Linked DNA regions of Salmo salar: region 1 is linked to region 2. The links are chromatin contacts, called in public Hi-C maps. All regions are on one chromosome and are shown on one strand. Each heading gives the region's core, a stretch centred on a gene start, on an enhancer-like site or on the middle of the called end of the contact. The rest is flanking DNA. Distances are from core to core; before and after follow the strand shown. Region 1 holds the start of LOC106580377 (transcriptional activator MN1). Region 2 has its middle 170 kb from the start of LOC106580377.

Region 1 (4,128 bases), core at 583-3,082, 170 kb after region 2:
ACTCTAATCCCTCCACAGCACCCTGATTGGGCATCCGTCGAGGCTCCAGACCATGGGTCTCTGAGGAGGAAGAGGAGGGCAGACCATGGAAGGATGCTGCCCGGTTAGGTGACTGGTCCAGGGGTAGACAGGGGGCAGGGACAGCATGGTTGCCGTTAGGGGGGCCGTTGTGCTGGAACTCAGACATGTTACCAGATCTCTGCTGCTGCTGCTGGGAGAAGCCGTCCCCTGCTTGGCTCTCAGCGATGGGGTCAAACCCCTCTCCAAAGCCCTGCTGAGGCCCCATGCCACTGTTGTTGTAGCCCATCAATCTGCCACCATGCAGACAGGATGATGCTGGGTCTGGCCCTCCAAAGTTCCCATTGAAATGAGGGTGGTGTTGGTGAGGGTGAGACTGGTGGCCGTGGGGATGGCCTTGATGAGGTTGCTGGTTGTTGAAAAATCCATGCATGGGTCCTTGCTGCTGCTGTTGCTGCTGGATTCCGCTGCCTGCATGCATGTCCGAGTGGCCCCGCGGGTGAAAGCCGCCGTACTGCTCCCCATTCATGTTCATATTGAGCCCGAGCATTGGAGGCTCGTTCAAAGGGCCCATGCCCGGCTCCACGGCTCCAGGCTGGCCTCCAGTATGAAAGCCGGGGCTTTTGTAATGGGAGCTCATGTTCAGTCTTGGCTGGTTTATGTTTCTCTCTGACTGGCCAGGGTTTATGCTATTAATCTGAGAACCAAACTGCTCCAGCCCAAACATACTTCCCGATATCAATCGTGCATGACAGCCAGCTCTCCTGGCATAGGCAGTCTAGCTTTAGTCTGTTTTCCGTGAATCTCCACACAAAAAAGAGGACAAAAACGAAAATAGAAGAGAATGCCTCAATAGGCCAGATATTTTGATATCTTAAAAGTTCTGATTTAAAACGTAGCCAATGGATCTTAAATCGGTTCACTCACCCAATAAGTTCTCATAGTTTTTTCCAATATCCAACTGTCCCTAAAGTGTTGTGGCGAAAATAAACCGGAGAGGACAACGAAGCAAGCAAATACAGTCTGTCCTTGCTCGTTTCCGTCTATTTCTATAGGCGTTTGGTTTATTCCTTTAATTTACAAACGATACAAAATATTTTTCGCTTGCAATGTGACTTTGATATAATATCATATTCCAAAGTTTTCTAAGCAAATTTCTTCTTTACAAACTTGACAAAAAACCCTTCTTTGATTTATGATGATAGAGATCACAAGGCTTATGAAAATTGAAATAAACACATAACTATCTTCTTCGTCCACTTCATTATTCCAGTTCGTTGTCAAATGTCCCAGGACGCACAGTTTGGAGTGTCCTTTCAAGATCCCATTCTATAGAAATCCACCGGCAACCTGCACAATTCTAATTGGTCGTTGTTTTGCAATCAAAAGAAAACATTTCCCACAGTTCTGTGCGAAATGTCTTATTACTGAACTATAAGCAATTCTACAAGTCCGGAGGGAAAATCCAGCCCAGTCATGATGGCTATCTGGAGAGTCGCTTTTGCACCACCGTGTCCCGGAGCCTCCAGCACTCACTACCCGCACTCCACCATCACAGAGCGGCTTGACAGCATAGTCCAACCGGTCCTGGTCATGTGCCCTCCAAGCGCCCAGAAGGCGCGGAACCTCTATCGGCTGTTTCCCTCACTCTCTCACTCTGTAGGCTATAACGCACTCCTTCTGCTCCCGATTCTGATGTTGTCTATTCCAGCTTGGAGCGATTCAGAGATAGATCACACTCTTGTCTGGCGCTTGGCGCTGTGTGAGATCAACGCATTCAGGGAGCCAGCAACAAGTTTTGCATTTCTGCAACCAATTCCATCCATGAGGTCCTCGCCAATCGGAGGCTGCGGAGCGCCAATGCCGAGGGAGGGACCATCTTTTAAGGTGGTCCAAGATGTGGATGAGAAACAGAACGAGAGAGTAACGTCGTGTATCTTAAAAGAGCGCCGTTCTCAAATAAAGTGTATTCTAGCCCATGTCAGGTGTGTTACTTGCTGCAGTGTATTTTAAATGTATGATCTATATAGCCTATGCAAAAACTTTCCTTTTTAAAATTTGAGATCAATCTCATTGTGTGTTTTTAGATCGCATACATTTGTGAATGAATACACTCCTATATGTTAGTATAAATTAAGCTTATGTTATTTCCTTAATTGTTGATAGAAATGGAGATGTAGGAAATTCATTAAAACTCAGTCAAAGGGAAATGGTCTCACAATAGCTTTTCTTAAACAAATGCTGGAGCACAATCACTGGCCCGGAGTTTGTATTGTCAACGCAAAACAGATTAACATTTCCATTCAGATTAACTGGACTATTACCATAAATCTGTTTACTTTATAAATGAATCATTCAAATCGCCATTTATCTTATGTTTATTGGAATGAAGGGGACAGCAGGCAAATTAAACGACCAAGTCAACCTTTCTAAAACGTAGACTCCTGTAATACTTATGTTATTATAAAAACTCTGAAAATAACAATCAAATGTAAATGCATCATGCTATTTTCAGAAGCGTGATAGGCCTATCTATAGACTAATCTTGAAACATTGCCCTCTAGGCTAATCCTGCAACATTGCCCTCTGAGGTCTTTGAAACGGACTGGCCTATTGTTGCACAAGAGGGGGTGTTCTTTGATTTAAAGCCTGCTGCTGAGAGATAAGATGTATCCGATCAAAATACAAGCGCCAGTGACAATAGTGATATATTGAGGTTTCACATCCCATCGCGACAACAGGGCTGTAGAACTATTGAAATTAATATGGCCCTATGGACGATTGGATGTTCATGTATTTTAGGTGATATGCTAGTCAATAGTTAGTGTGTGCGTGAGAGAGAGAAAGAGAGAGAGCTAGAGAGAGACATAGAAAAAGAGAGAGAGAATTGAAATTGAATTGAAATTGAATTGAAATTGAAATTGACAGAGAGCATTTGTTTGTTACCCCACGAAAAAAATCCCCCTTAAAAGACCAATGGCATTGGATCTACTGGATTGTGTTAGGAGGATACCATAATCGATAACAATATTTTGCACTCTATAATATCTCACATATACGTGTTTTCACGTTTGGGCTTTACGGATCTGCAGGCTTGAAATGGTACGGTATCAACTTTTACAAAAAGCAAAGTAACCTCTTGTGAAATATGCACAGTTCAAATAAGTAATGCACGGGAAATAGACCATGAACCACAGTGAACATGTAATGTTATTTTACTGGTTGCTAGATATATTACAGCAATTCAAATGTAATGTCCTCATCAACTTTTGTAGCCTACCCTATATATAGTTCTAATAATAATGTGTTTGAAAGAAGTCTTCAAGATGATTTACCTTTGCGTTTTTTCAAATGAACTCTAATTCAAAAGACATCCAGCTAATTGCCCAAGTTAATGTTTTTTCTAAATATCAATTTAAACAGGCGCATCTGCAATTGATTGCACAGGATGCACTTTGTCGATCATAAAAGGACTCGTCCGACAAAATGAAGACATTAATGGAAATAGTTCATGAAAAAAAACGAAACAATTCCAGATTCTGCTTTGTTTCCTGTGGTGCGCTTGGGTTCTGAACTGGCGCTCTTGGACGCGTTGAATCTAAACTGACACACCGTGGGACTGAAAGATTTCAGCAATGTTAGTGTTTTCCTTTTGCAATTTAAGAATAATTGTAGGGGATGAAATATTAATTTAGCTGACAGCCAACTCCTACTCTCCATTTGACGATGTTTTCACAAATTAATGAATAGGCTACATGAAACCAAATATGACTAAGGTAGTTTGTTGTGAAATATGCAACAATTTGAAAGACAGCTCCGTTGAGGGCTGTTTTTATTAGCCTATGTCTACCATACCCTGAGCGTTTTGTACTACTCCCCGTGATACTCCCCCCATTCCTCTAATGTTTAGTTAATATGGAGCTAGAACGCATCTGAAATAAATATATGGTGTTGCATATTTGTTTTTAATCTGAGATTATATGTTCTAGGCTACTACTGGCCTACCAATAGGCTATTGCGTATTCATTTTGCAACGCATATATCATACTCTATTCGTGTGTTTTATATATAGGGAGTGGAAAGCATAGCCTACCACATATGTAGGACTAA
Region 2 (4,161 bases), core at 719-3,218:
CTGTCGTTGAGTATAGTATTAAAACATTCAGGAAGTAAGTGGCACTTCTAGAAGTCAAGTGGGCTTGACTGTAATATACAGTATACACTTGTATTGAAGAGTGAGGGAAATAATGACATGGCCTAGATCAGTGGTTCCCAACCAGGGATACTAGGACCTCTGAGGGAACTTGGCCCATCCACAGGGGGTACTTGATAAGACTCATGAGACCATAGGCCTACTAGTAAAATGCACATGGGGGGGTACTTCAGGGCAGAGCTAAATCCAGTCGGTGGTACAATAACCAAAAAAGGTTGGGAACCACTGCCCTAGATGACAAGGACGCTACAGTATTAATTCAGTGAACAGCACCTCAGTGGCCTGCTTAATCTCACTCAACCCCATGTCCCTGGTAGGATCTGATAGACATACACCAGGAGGGAATAGAAAGCCATGGTAAAACCCAAAGAAATGTCCTAGTCCCTTCCCTTCCCATATTCATTCTTTATGTTCGTCTCCTGCTCCCTCAGTAAGTCCTTCTTTCTCTCCTCCCTCTCTTCTGGGTTGTTGGTGAAAACAACACAACAACAAAAACAGTTGGGACCACAATATTCAACAGACCTGGGCAATTACACATTGTACTTGTTTTCCAACAATTTCCCTGATATTCAATCAGTATTCCTTTCATCCCGAGTGTGGTTAATTAAAGCTCCATCTCTTCTCTCCTCTCCCCAGATGTTGCAGCGCCGTTCAGCTGTTGAGAAAGAGAAGTGTTAGCCTCCCCTCCAAACCACAGGCAGAAGGGCTGCATTCCTCTCCTACAATATCCATGCACCGTGTTACCACGGCAACCCCAACCAAATACAATGGCCTGTTCAACTCTGTTTACTTTTTTCCTCCCTTTTTTGATTTCATCACTGGGCTCCCATGCACACTCTGGTTAAAATAAACAGAGATGGAGTCCACATTCAGCCAAGCCCGCGTGAGTTTATTTTGAGTCTCCGCCCGGTTCGGTCCATGACGCTGTTTCGCCATCCCTCTCACTTTTCACTGCTCGAAAGTTGGAAAGGATGGCCGTGCTGGGAGGCAGAGGAGACATAGAGCTCTGGTTTGAATTGGCTGAGCTCGTTTGAGACACGATGCTCCAAATAGTTTGGAAGCAGTGTGTTCTTTGCAGAAAGGAGCCAAATCCAGAGGAGAGGGAAGCCCTGGGGTACAAGAGTACTGGCCACGATGAGGATCATAGTGCAGAGATGATTTATCCCTCATCTGTTTACACACTGTCACTACCCAATATCATGTACAAATATAGGCTACAGACACACAAACTCACACAGACAAACACACAATTTGTCCCATTCAGGAATGACAGTAACTTGAGGTCTAAAACCTATTAATCGATTAGCCGTAATATGACACTATGTTCTCTTAATTAGGTGTCCTTCTCAGACATTCAGCAGACGTTCCAATGGTTGAGTATCCCTTTATTAGTCTGGATTCCATCTCAAGCTCCCCAATAGGCACTTAACTCCTGCCTAGTAGCGGATTCTCCCATACTTCCTCCGGGAGGCCATTCAACTGAGAATAGTTAATTTGTTTCTAATGCTTGGCTAATGGAGGATCCTAACAGGAGGATTTTTGGGGATTGACAAGTTTTTTTAAATGATTTCGGAAAACTGACATACCACAGATAAATGATGTCATTTTGGGCCAGACTCAGTAAGACTTTTCTCTCTGGGAGTTGTGGAATATGTGGTGGGGGTCAACAGAATTGAAAACCTTCCGGCTACACTCTGCCACACACACAGATATTTGGATCCACATTGTAAATATACAGGTATTTAGAGCCTAATTGTAACATTTTTGCAAAGTTATACCAAAAGGTTAGTGAGTAGAAGGTATCTCCAGTACTATCACAGCCACGCAGTGCCCAGTCCGTTACCCTGTGAGTGACAACCTGTGGTACTATCGGCTGTCACGTCTGCAGAGCGGCGGTGGCAGAGCTATAACAGCGGAGAGGGCTGAGAGGCTGGGGTCTCACCAAAGGGTATCTTTAAATAGCAGTGTGTGCCCAAAAGTGGCTCCACTAATCAATCTAATTCTGACTGCTAGCACTGGCCTCCCCTCTCAGACGTTTAAATGCATGTAGATAACCTTATCTCAACCCGCCACATCCTTCACAATTAGCGCTTTCTATCTCCACACAAACACAGACATGCATATTTCTACTTCTACAACCAATGTGTGAGTTGTTTGTGTGTGTGTGTGTGTGTGTGTGTGTGTGTGTGTGTGTGTGTGTGTGTGTGTGTGTGTGTGTGTGTGTGTGTGTGTGTGTGTGTGTGTGTGTGTGTGTGTGTGTGTGTGTGTGTGTTCACCTGTGTACGTTTGGTGTTGGACCACAACCCTCCGTAACCCTCCAGACTAAGGATGAGATCATGAGACAGGAGACCAAGAAATCACCTCCTCCTATTGGGTTTTGGTTCCTGACTTCAGAATCCTATGAAATACTACTTGCTCTCTCCTTGGTGTTCATTTCAACAACACAACACAGACAATGATCAAGACAACACCTTCCACAGCTCCATCCTAGCTGTTGCTAATGCGACAGTTGTGGAGATTTTAAATGATCTAGCCATTGGGGAAAATGCATGACGTTAGCGTGAAGAGAGGATTGTACCAGAGGAAAACCTCAGCTCCTCGGAGCATCCGCATGCAGTCTTATGCTTCACACCTGTGTTCTGGAACAGTGGGCAAAGAATGGATGAGCGATGTGACAGTGATCATCAGACCATTTTCATTGGGCAGAGGAAGGAGGGGGATGGAGGGGAGGGGCTCAATCACATCATCTTTGACAGGTTGGAGGTTTGGAGATGAAACTTTAATGAGATAGCCCTCACCATGACGACGGTGATCCCATCTGATCAGTGGGTGATTGCCATGAGGATAGTCCGTCGCTACAGATGTAGGATCTTCATTTTAATCACTCTTTTACAAACTTGAAGTGTATTTGAGTTTTAAAAAGGCCAAATTTGTCATTTCCATTTTGAAATTTCAGACTTGATTTGCAATAATGAAAAATGTATCAACCCCTACAAAAATGTCCATTAAGTATAATCCAGTCTATTTTCCTGCTGTAGCAAACTGGCTCAAATTAAGATCCTACATCTGTATGTCTAGAGGGAGGAGAGGGGAAACTACTAAACCTTACCCAAACACAGGCAGATCAAAATGATATCTTCAGGGAATGATTGTATGTGTTTGTGTGTATGAAAGAGAGAGAGAAGGAGGACGGGGAGTTCCTCTGGTATTTGAGCTGCTGCCTTGGTCTCTCCTGGGTCCCTCTGGTGTCATAGTGGCCCACTTTTAGCCATGCAGCACAGGTCTGTAAGGAGGCTTCTGTGACAGATGTGTCTCTACAAGGTCATTCAGACATCCACTCACTTTCCCTCCCCCTCCTCCCTCCTCCCACTCTGATACCCCCACTGATTTCTAATACCATTTTTGGCGCCTCTCGTAAATATTCCCATTCACAGGGACAGGGACACATAGGCTGTCTATCGATCCCTTATTTGAATCACTTGTGTGTGTGTGTGTGTGTGTGTGTGTGTGTGTGTGTGTGTGTGTGTGTGTGTGTGTGTGTGTGTGTGTGTGTGTGTGTGTGTGTGTGTGTGTGTGTGTGTGTGTGTGTGTGTGTGTGTGCTATAAACAGACATAAACACACATACACATCCACAGGGATTGGTCAGGATAATTAGGCGGGGTAATGAGATGCACTGGGTGGAGAGAGGGCCCCTACCTCTGTAATACTGATAGCCAATGCCCTTGAAGCCCATCAGGGGGACAGGGGATGCTGGTGGCAGATACAGCCTAATCAGCGCACATCACCAATAAAACAGCTAACACAACACCCAATATACCGCCCTCCAATCGCAAGTAGAAAATGTACTGATACTGTGGAAATAAAAAATACTAGCTAACGTGATCCCATTCCCTCCGCAGGGTGTCAAATTCTACCTCCCAAACCAATTATTTGCTACTGGCTCATCTGGTTCTCCAGAGTTGGTAATCTATTGGATTCATGAGAAAGTCTCTCATTATGTGATTAAGTTCAGCCAGGATTTAGAACGGACGCTATGTTAGCACCTTTATTCTCTAAATGTTAGTGATGTAGCAATACCAGAG

What was found. A called contact is a pair of places that touch in the nucleus more often than the background predicts.
Region 1: a Hi-C map of muscle shows a contact between it and region 2, with 3 times the contacts expected there. The contact joins the promoter of LOC106580377 here to the enhancer-like site in region 2. A contact is called at or near these places in 2 of 3 Hi-C or Micro-C datasets (gill and muscle).

The regions. Positions count from the first base shown.
Region 1 is chrssa20:26,555,954-26,560,081 of Ssal_v3.1, forward strand. It overlaps LOC106580377 (transcriptional activator MN1), which reads right to left and starts at 1,833. Exons shown (of 2, transcript XM_014161368.2): 1 at 1-1,833. The coding sequence starts at 745.
Region 2 is chrssa20:26,388,938-26,393,098 of Ssal_v3.1, forward strand. No RefSeq gene overlaps it. Among protein-coding and RNA genes, the nearest start is that of LOC106580377, 170 kb to the right of the region's middle. Within about 2 kb of position 1,969, at least 1 of the 13 cell types and tissues checked has an H3K27ac peak or open chromatin away from gene starts, as enhancers often do. A contact at or near this core is called in muscle, where this site is marked.